Linked DNA regions of Mus musculus: region 1 is linked to region 2. The links are chromatin contacts, called in public Hi-C maps. All regions are on one chromosome and are shown on one strand. The core of a region is the stretch at or near the end of the contact, and the rest is flanking DNA. Distances in the headings are between cores, read along the strand shown.

Region 1 (4,129 bases), core at 816-3,315, 1.1 Mb after region 2:
ATCCCATGTTGCCCAAGCCTTTCAAATTCTTCACTTTGTTGCAGTGCAATAATTAAAATGTGACAATAACACCCTCAGCTAGTTCATCGGTTTTGTCTTTTGTTTTTGTTTTTTCCTTTTTTATTTATTTACTTATTTTGTGGTAGCTGAGGAGAAGGATCTCAGGGACCCTCCAACACGATCGATCTTAACCCTGAAGGTGACAAAAGGGCAGCTGTTGATAAGCCATGTCTACTCTATAAAAGATTACATTTAAAGTTCAGGGCTTTCTACTGGGGAATTTCATGTGTGTGGCTGTGCATGTATACATTTTATTTTTCAATGATCTGGAGATCTCTTATAACACAATTACAAATTATTGTAATTTGATTCTAACTAAATATAGGTGTAGCAAATAGGGATCTTTGGTTTACAAATTATTTTCTTTCTGTGTAAAAAATATATGTGTGCATTCTGAATGGTCTACAGTGAGCTTGTGCAAAATTTGTACCAAAGGATAATCTTTAATATTAGAGTTGAGAAGTGTCAGCTGAATTCTATTTTGAAGAAAATAAGGTGTCATAGTTGGGATACAATAATTCTCCCAAGCAGAACAAAGTCCTTATAGCTAAAATGTTCTTGGTGATTCTGGTTTCTCCTTCAAACTTCATGTAAGTGTGAATTAACTCTACTGTAGAGAATGGTCTGAAAATGAAGGTCTAGAGGAGAGGAGGTAGGTGTGGCGCCTCTGAGGTGGTACACTTTCAGATCACTCATGGCTCTTAAGAGTGTTCTGTATCGTGTCCAAGTCTAACAGTAAGACAGCTCTTAAAAAAATAGGTCAGTTTTGTGCTTGTCTTTCATTTTACCTGCTCTGGTCCATGGTCCCTCTAGCCAGTGACATTCCTGAGCAGAAGAGAAGAGAGTGCATAGCAGTGCCATAAAATGACCCAGGAAGTTTGTACACTGTGGACAGTCAACCTCGAGCTGATCGATGTTCAGTGCAAGCCCTTCAGTGAGACACTGTTGTGTTGTGACTACTCTTGTGACTTGTGACAAGTTGCCTTCTCCTCTTTAATTTCCATTTCTCCAAGTGCAACGTGGAATTTCCATCATATGCCCCATGGTTCTCCGTGGTTCTGGTGGGATTTGAGGAGCGTGAATTACAAACTGGTATCCCGGAGCCATCCAGTCTAACGCAAGCTTTACTTTGCTCTGGGAGTAAACCTTAAGAAAAGGTCAGTTTTGCAGACGTCTTGAGGTTGTGTTCCAACGTCCTCGTTAAATAACCGAAGTCCAGACTGGCAGGCCCAGGGGAATATTTAATCAAGTAAAAAAAAAAAAGGCCAAGTCATTACTGGAACTCCGTCATCAGACCTGTAAACACAAGCATTTATTTGTGGGTGTCATGAGAAAGTGTGTTCACTTGTAATACTCTCTCCTGTACAGGTTCTACTTGTCAAATGTGTATGACTCTTCTGATAATTCAGAAGAGTGGAGAGAGCAAGACGAAAGGAAAGAGAGAAAATTACAACTGTAAACAGACTCTGGACAGCGAAGGATCAAAACAGCCTCTGGCTTGACTGGATGAGTCATAGCTATAGTCAGACCACAAATAGAAGCATAGCTTCTCTGTTGAAGGGCAGTCTTCCTGTCTGGAGAGGAAACCCAGCTCTGATTGGAGATAGTAGTTTTTGCAGACTTCAAAGCATCGCAAGCAACTGAACAGACAAGAGAAAGGGTTGGTAAACAGCGTTCCAGGTGCTACTCTGGAGAACCAGCCGCACAGCTCTGATTTGAAGCTATGTAGACATACTTTCATCGGAAGCCAAAAGCTGGTGGTTTGTTTGTATGCTTGGTTTGTTTTTTTCTTCTGCTTCTTTCTATAGTATTACTCCCTTCTAGCATCTGCATCTAATTTCATCTCAAGTAATGCAAGTTGTTCCTCCAGGCTCACACTCCAGGGCACAGAGAGAGATTGGCAAAGGGCCATCTAAGGAGGTAGGAGGAAGGCAAGGGCACGTGTTTTGAAACTACGAGGAAGGTGATGCTTTCAACAGGGCAAGTCTGAGACTGAGAGGGTGTGGCAGAACAGAGGAACATTCTAGTGGTTCCTACTAGGTAGACAAGCCAGTTTGGCCTCCTGAATTTAGACTTTAACACTGAGTCTGGGTATAGCTTAAAATTTAGTGTATATGTGAGGAAGAAGAACATGGAAAATTGGAATGAACGAATGGGACCCGGTGTCGGAGCCTGAGTGCCATTAAAGGTCTGGACTCTGTATGCTGTGGAAACAGGGAGGCAAGAAACAGAGACTACGGAAAGATGGGAACTCCAACCATGGGAGGTAGAATGAAGCAAGCTCAGGAAGGCCAACTACATCTGCTGTCACTTGGATGCTTGTCCAGCACAACGTAAGCCCCTGAACTTAGAAAGCACATAGGAGAGACGATGACATCGATAGATCTAATCGCTGGAGGATAGCAACATAAAATGTTTTTTACCAGTACATGTTTTGGTGTGTGTTAAGGTCATTGAGCTGAGTAGATGGGACCTGGAAAACTATATAGTCAGGTGATTGAAAATGACAAATGCATAATTTCCATTTGATAGACATAGGGGACAGGCAGTGAGGGAAAAGTTACCTGCACCATGTGTTTGACATTGGTGGTTTTGACTGACACAGGTTCACTACTTGCTCCACATTTCCTTTCCAACCTACGCTAGTAGCTTTTCTATCTGCTGTGATAAAATTCCCAGCTAAAGTGACCTACAGAGGAAGTATGAATTTAGACCTAAAGTTCCAGAGTACACAGGCCATGGTGGCAGGGTAGGTGCAGGAGGCGATGCGTCCTATTACATCTGTAATCAGGAAGCAGGCATAATGAAAGATGTTCAACCTCACTTTCTCATTTCATTCAAATCGAAACCCCAGCCCATAGAATCATACCTTCCACTTTCAGGGTGTCTTTTTCCACCTCAATGAACCAAATCTAGACTTATTTAAAGGATCGTTTCCATACCGACTCAAGTTCTGGTCGAATTGACATTTGGTGTTAGCTATCACACAGCTTTGATTTCACCCTGAGTCTTGGCCCTTGGGATCCCTGCAACACTGAACTTCTGTCAGGCAGCTGTGCCCTGGCTTCCTGTCTGAGGGTGGGTGAGTCACCTGTTCCCACTGGGTCCTGCATTCCTCATGTGTGAAATGAGGATGGGACAACAGTCTAGCTGTATGTCTGGAACAAGAAGCACCTGTTGCCAGCATTCTCTTTAATAAGCAAGCAAGCAAACAAACAAAGCCAGCCAATGAATCCTTCCTGTCATCATCCATGTCTTACAGATGGCCTAATAGATGATACATTAAATGATACATAATGCTCAAAAGGCCATAGGGTAACGTGTCCTGCTGACAGGCTCAGCCACCTCACTTTTAGCACCATTCCTTCTACTCCAAGCAGGTGATACTGATGTCTAGAAGTAAACAAAGAAATGTGCTCAGCTTCCCGAGATTTCTCTTTTTAATTATTTTTATTTATGTACCTATTGAGCTGTGTGGACTGCATGCACGCAAGTGCCTATTGAGGTCAGAAGTGAGCATCAGATCCCACAGAGCCAGATGCAGAGGCAGTTGTGAGCTGTCTAAAACGGTGGCCGGGAACTGAATTCAGGTCCTCTGGAAATGCAGTGAGTTTTCCTAAGCCCTGAGCAGTCCCTTCATTCCTGCTGTAATTTTTATTGAATACACCAAGCTTTCATTAGTTCTTCTTCATAAAGCCAGACCAACAGCAAGGGAATCATTTTAATGGGGTCACTGCAACATTTTAGAAGTTGGATTCATTCTGTTTAAAACCACTTCCTTTCATTGGGATGCACGCAGCTGCCACGCTTCCTTCTGTGGGCAGAACTTCATGGCCAGCTGCAGGAGGTTATGCACTTGGATGCAGTAAGCCGACGGACAAAGCAACTCCACATTCTTTTCGTAAAACTTTGCGTCTCTCTGGCCATTCGAGGACAAGAATCCGGGGCCAAAAGGGACCCTGAGCTCATGTATGCCATCACCCTGAACTCACGTAGTCCAACAGCTATGCAGAGGTTTTAACGGTTTTCTTGAATTAAGATATCACTTCAGGATCCTGGACTTGTAGTT
Region 2 (3,914 bases), core at 47-2,546:
AAGGCAGCTGCATAATGCGATCCGTCCCCCATTTCTTTTGTTTGAGCTGCCAAGGATCTCAAACACATGCTACGTGCCTCATTAAAATTATTCTTATTGTGGATTTTCTTCTTCTAACTCTTCTCATCTTCCGGGACAAGGTCTTAATCTTCTCACTCTGCTTTTCTGATCAGGATACCCATTTTGGAAGTAAGGAGCATGTAGGTAAAAAAAAAAAAAAAAAAAAAGTGCAGACTGATCTGTCTTAGGAAAGAAAGGTGGGAAGATCAGTCCTCATTCTGGGGTGGTGGCTATACCTTCATTTGCAACACAGGTTAACCATTAATATTCAAAAGACTAATGATGAATCTTTGCATGGCGCTTTCCATCCATAAAACAAATACTTCCCCATGCATGATCTCATTTTGTAAGTAGCAATTGCACTGTACTGATGGGGTCAGGGAAGGTCAGAGAGATTAAGTGTCTAGCCAAAGGTCAAAAAGGACCTTGGACCTTCTACTGCTGAGCTGGGTTCTGTTGGTTCTTTCTCTCTGCACTCTGTCTCCCATTGACTTCTCTTTTAAGCCAGCACCTTCACCCTCCTCCTGGGCAAGATATTTTTGAACATGAAAACTAGAACCAAACAGATATGCTGTTTTAGTGGGCCTTTCCCGTCTTGAGACGGTCTGTAAAATGCCTGGAAACCACTTATGGCTGAGTGCAGGAGACCCGAGCTCCCTGCCACCTGCCCAGGGTTTCATGCTATAGTCTCTGATAAGCTTCTTCCTTCTCAATAAACTCTAAATAAGTGCAAATTACTTCTCCCTGTCCCTAACCCCTAACTATCATACAGAAGCTTGTTGGGACAGTCAAAGGGGAAAATGGCTGTTAATTGTTGAGGCTTTTTGGTGGGAAGGCACATGATAAGATCTCAGGGCCAGGCACTTCCACCAAGTGGCTCAGTTCTCTGGTTTCCTTTAACATGACAGTACAGTGCTGGGAGGCACTGCATTTGTGATTCTGTTTCCTTCCATCTCAGGTCACTTACCCACTGCCAAGTGCACCGTCAATGCTCTGGGGATGGCCCAGAAGAGCCACTGCCTCTAGAACCATGTGGAAGGACCTTGAAAGGCATGTGTACCAATGATGTTGTGTCTGATCCAGATTAGGCCAGACCCCATTCTGGTTTCCCATTAGGCCCCAGATCCTGCCCACAGTCTGGGGGGGGGGGGGCTGGAGAGGCTAATCTCAAAGGGCCAGATATGAGTCAGTTTCCACACTCAACACCAGGCGTGTGGCTTCCTGAAGCACAGACAAGGAAGTGCTGAATTTCAAAGAGCAAGGTTTTTTTTTTTTTTTTTTCTTTGCATACCATATCCGGAACTGAAACCACCGATTCATTTCACTTTAGATCTCATACTAACATTCAGATCGTCAATTATAGTCCAGAGATAAGATGCCGAGGCTTCATCAGCCCTGTCCTTGTCTCCCCTCACGCCCCCGTTTCTTTTGCTGTGTTATTGCAGGATTCTTCCCTTTCAACTTTTTCGCTTTCAGTGTAAACAGCACAGACTGTGGAAGGTGTGTTGGATATATATATATAATAATGAGTCAAATATCTAAATATCTCTTGAGAGCATGGCTAAGCTCAGAACTTCCCTCTTCCCTCAGTGGTCACCTCAGCTCTTTGTGAGTGTGGCTGTAGGTTCGGTTATCCCATGCCATACGATAAGTGGCTCGGTGAGAGTGACTGACACCTTGTTAGCTCGTGACAGCGGTTAAAAGATGAACGCTGCGGACAGATTCATGCAAAGTACCCTCAGGAGGAGAGAGGCCACTGAAAACAGACACATCCTCTGAGCTCTGCCTGCAGCATCAACCTGTTAGCAGGAAGAAGGATTCCTGCACTTACATAGCAAGTACAAACAACTTTCACATCCTTTCTCTCTCCTGATGCTTACCAGAACTTCTGAGATCAGTCATACAAGCCTTACCCTCCACACTTTAGAGATGACAGGACCCAGAGCTACTGAGAGTGGAAAGATGGGCCTGCGCAGTAACAGTGAGAAATCTACACCTCAGTGATATGGTTCCCAAGTCCAGTCTTCCGGTAACTTCCATCAAACCTTATGTATAATTCTTTAGTGCACTGTAGCCCACAATCTAAAGCTCTAGACATCTGTTGACCTTTTAAGTCTTAAGATCATGCAGGTCAAGGTTAATGGCTAATGGATAATTACATTTACACAACCCCTCTAGGCCTCAGTTTTCATTACTCTAAAGATGAAGAAATGCTATTAAATTTAGTGCTGCTTGCATTTCCAGCACTCTGTGCATGAGTAACTGCTGAATTCAAAGTATTTGCTCTGCAGCCTGAGTGCCCAGGATGGCAGTACTGTTAGGCAAAAACAGCCACCTGACTTCCATGGTAAAATAAGTAAGAGGAAAGCACCATTATCAATAAGACTTCATAGGTCTACGAGAGAGGGGACTACAGATATATATTAGTCCTCCAACTTGGTCCTAGACCATGAAAGATAAGCATCCTGTAGTGTTATTACGATGGGCAGTAGAGACATCCTTGATGATCCCATTGGTCTCTCAAGGGAGCAGGACAAATTCTGACAAAGGTTTTATGACCACCCCAGCCCTACAAATCCCCAACCCTACCCTCTGCTGGTGTTTCACATGCTAGGCCATGCAGTGTGGTCCTTCAAGCCCAGTCCCACCTGAAGCTGAGTGATACTGACTATACACTGACTATACATGTGATAGACTAGGTCCTAACACAGCAGCCAAGGGAACTGTGGTTTTATAAAAGTTCCCACAGTCCATTTGAAAGCAAAGACTTACACATATTATCTGAACTTAGGAATTAGGACAGTGCCTTGGATTGTCTTGGTTCTTTACTATCTTTTCTTTTTTTCTTTTTCTTTTTTTGGAGAGCAGAATCCCATGGTTCTCTTACAGTGGGAGAAGAGAGATGAGCTTGTCCAAGTTTCAATCTACCTATTGCCATTCTGTTCCCATGGCTGTTCTAGAACATTCCCTTGTTCAGAGAAAGAAATGTTAGACTTTTGGAGAGATTCATAGGATACCAACTGGGACATTTTTATATCCTGAAACCCTCTTGCCTTGTCTTTTTCCATTTAGCATCCTTTCTATTGCCTCTGTGGAACTGCTTCTGGGGTGAGATTCTCATCCTAGGGCAGCTCCCTGTCCTATCAGTTTAGATGATTCAAAAGCTCTTAACTATATTCTGTCTAGTAGCAACTTCCTCCTCTGGTCTGCTCCAATCAAGTCTGATCCTACACCAAGTGTGGAATGCATCCCTCTCCCCTCTCCCCTCTCCCCTCTCCCCTCTCCCCTCTCCCCTCTCCCCTCTCCCCTCTCCCCTCTCCCCCTCCTCCTCTCCCCTCTCCCCTCCTCCTCCCCCTCTCCTTCTCCCCCTCCCTCTCCCTCCTCCTCCTCCCTCTCCCCCTCCCCTTCCCCCTCCCCCTCCCCCTCTCCCTCTTCCCCTCCCTCTCTCCCAGTTTCTCCAAAGGGTAAATCTTTGGAATGTCACAGATACTATTTACCTCTTCTCTTGGAAAGACTCCACTCAAAGTTTGGACCTCTTCCCTTAAGTTTAGGGAACTATGTCAATAAATAACGCAGAAAATCAATGTTTCTTACAATAGACACAATAGACAAAACTGGTGCCTGGCCGCAGGTTTCTCAACTGTTTCTCACAGGCTGACACAGTTACCTTCAGTTCTAGAAGGCCACAAAACATGTAGGACTGAGCAATATAAGGAAACTTGTGGGGGAAAGAGGGCTGCTGTACCCCTACAGACATTTACAGCAGGCATCAAAGCAGGGCTATAGCTTAGTTGTAGATTGCTTGCCAGCAATGCAGGAAGCACTGCGTTTGACCCCAGTACCACATATACCAG

What was found. A called contact is a pair of places that touch in the nucleus more often than the background predicts.
Region 1: a contact with region 2 is called in a Hi-C map of B cells, with 2.8 times the contacts expected there. The contact joins two enhancer-like sites. A contact is called at or near these places in 1 of 15 datasets of contacts at CTCF or cohesin (large pre-B cells), 7 of 484 Hi-C or Micro-C datasets (B cells, Th2 cells, bone marrow-derived DN3 thymocytes and 3 more) and 2 of 115 datasets of contacts at active chromatin or transcription factors (T-cell acute lymphoblastic leukemia and large pre-B cells).

What each region holds. Positions count from the first base shown.
Region 1 is chr16:25,247,401-25,251,529 of GRCm38.p6, forward strand. No RefSeq gene overlaps it. Among named protein-coding and RNA genes, the nearest start is that of Tprg, 37 kb to the right of the region's middle. Within about 2 kb of position 2,066, at least 81 of the 459 cell types and tissues checked have an H3K27ac peak or open chromatin away from gene starts, as enhancers often do. A contact at or near this core is called in B cells, Th2 cells and bone marrow-derived macrophages, where this site is marked.
Region 2 is chr16:24,150,250-24,154,163 of GRCm38.p6, forward strand. No RefSeq gene overlaps it. Among named protein-coding and RNA genes, the nearest start is that of Gm32126, 7.4 kb to the right of the region's middle. Within about 2 kb of position 1,297, at least 134 of the 459 cell types and tissues checked have an H3K27ac peak or open chromatin away from gene starts, as enhancers often do. A contact at or near this core is called in B cells, Th2 cells and bone marrow-derived macrophages, where this site is marked.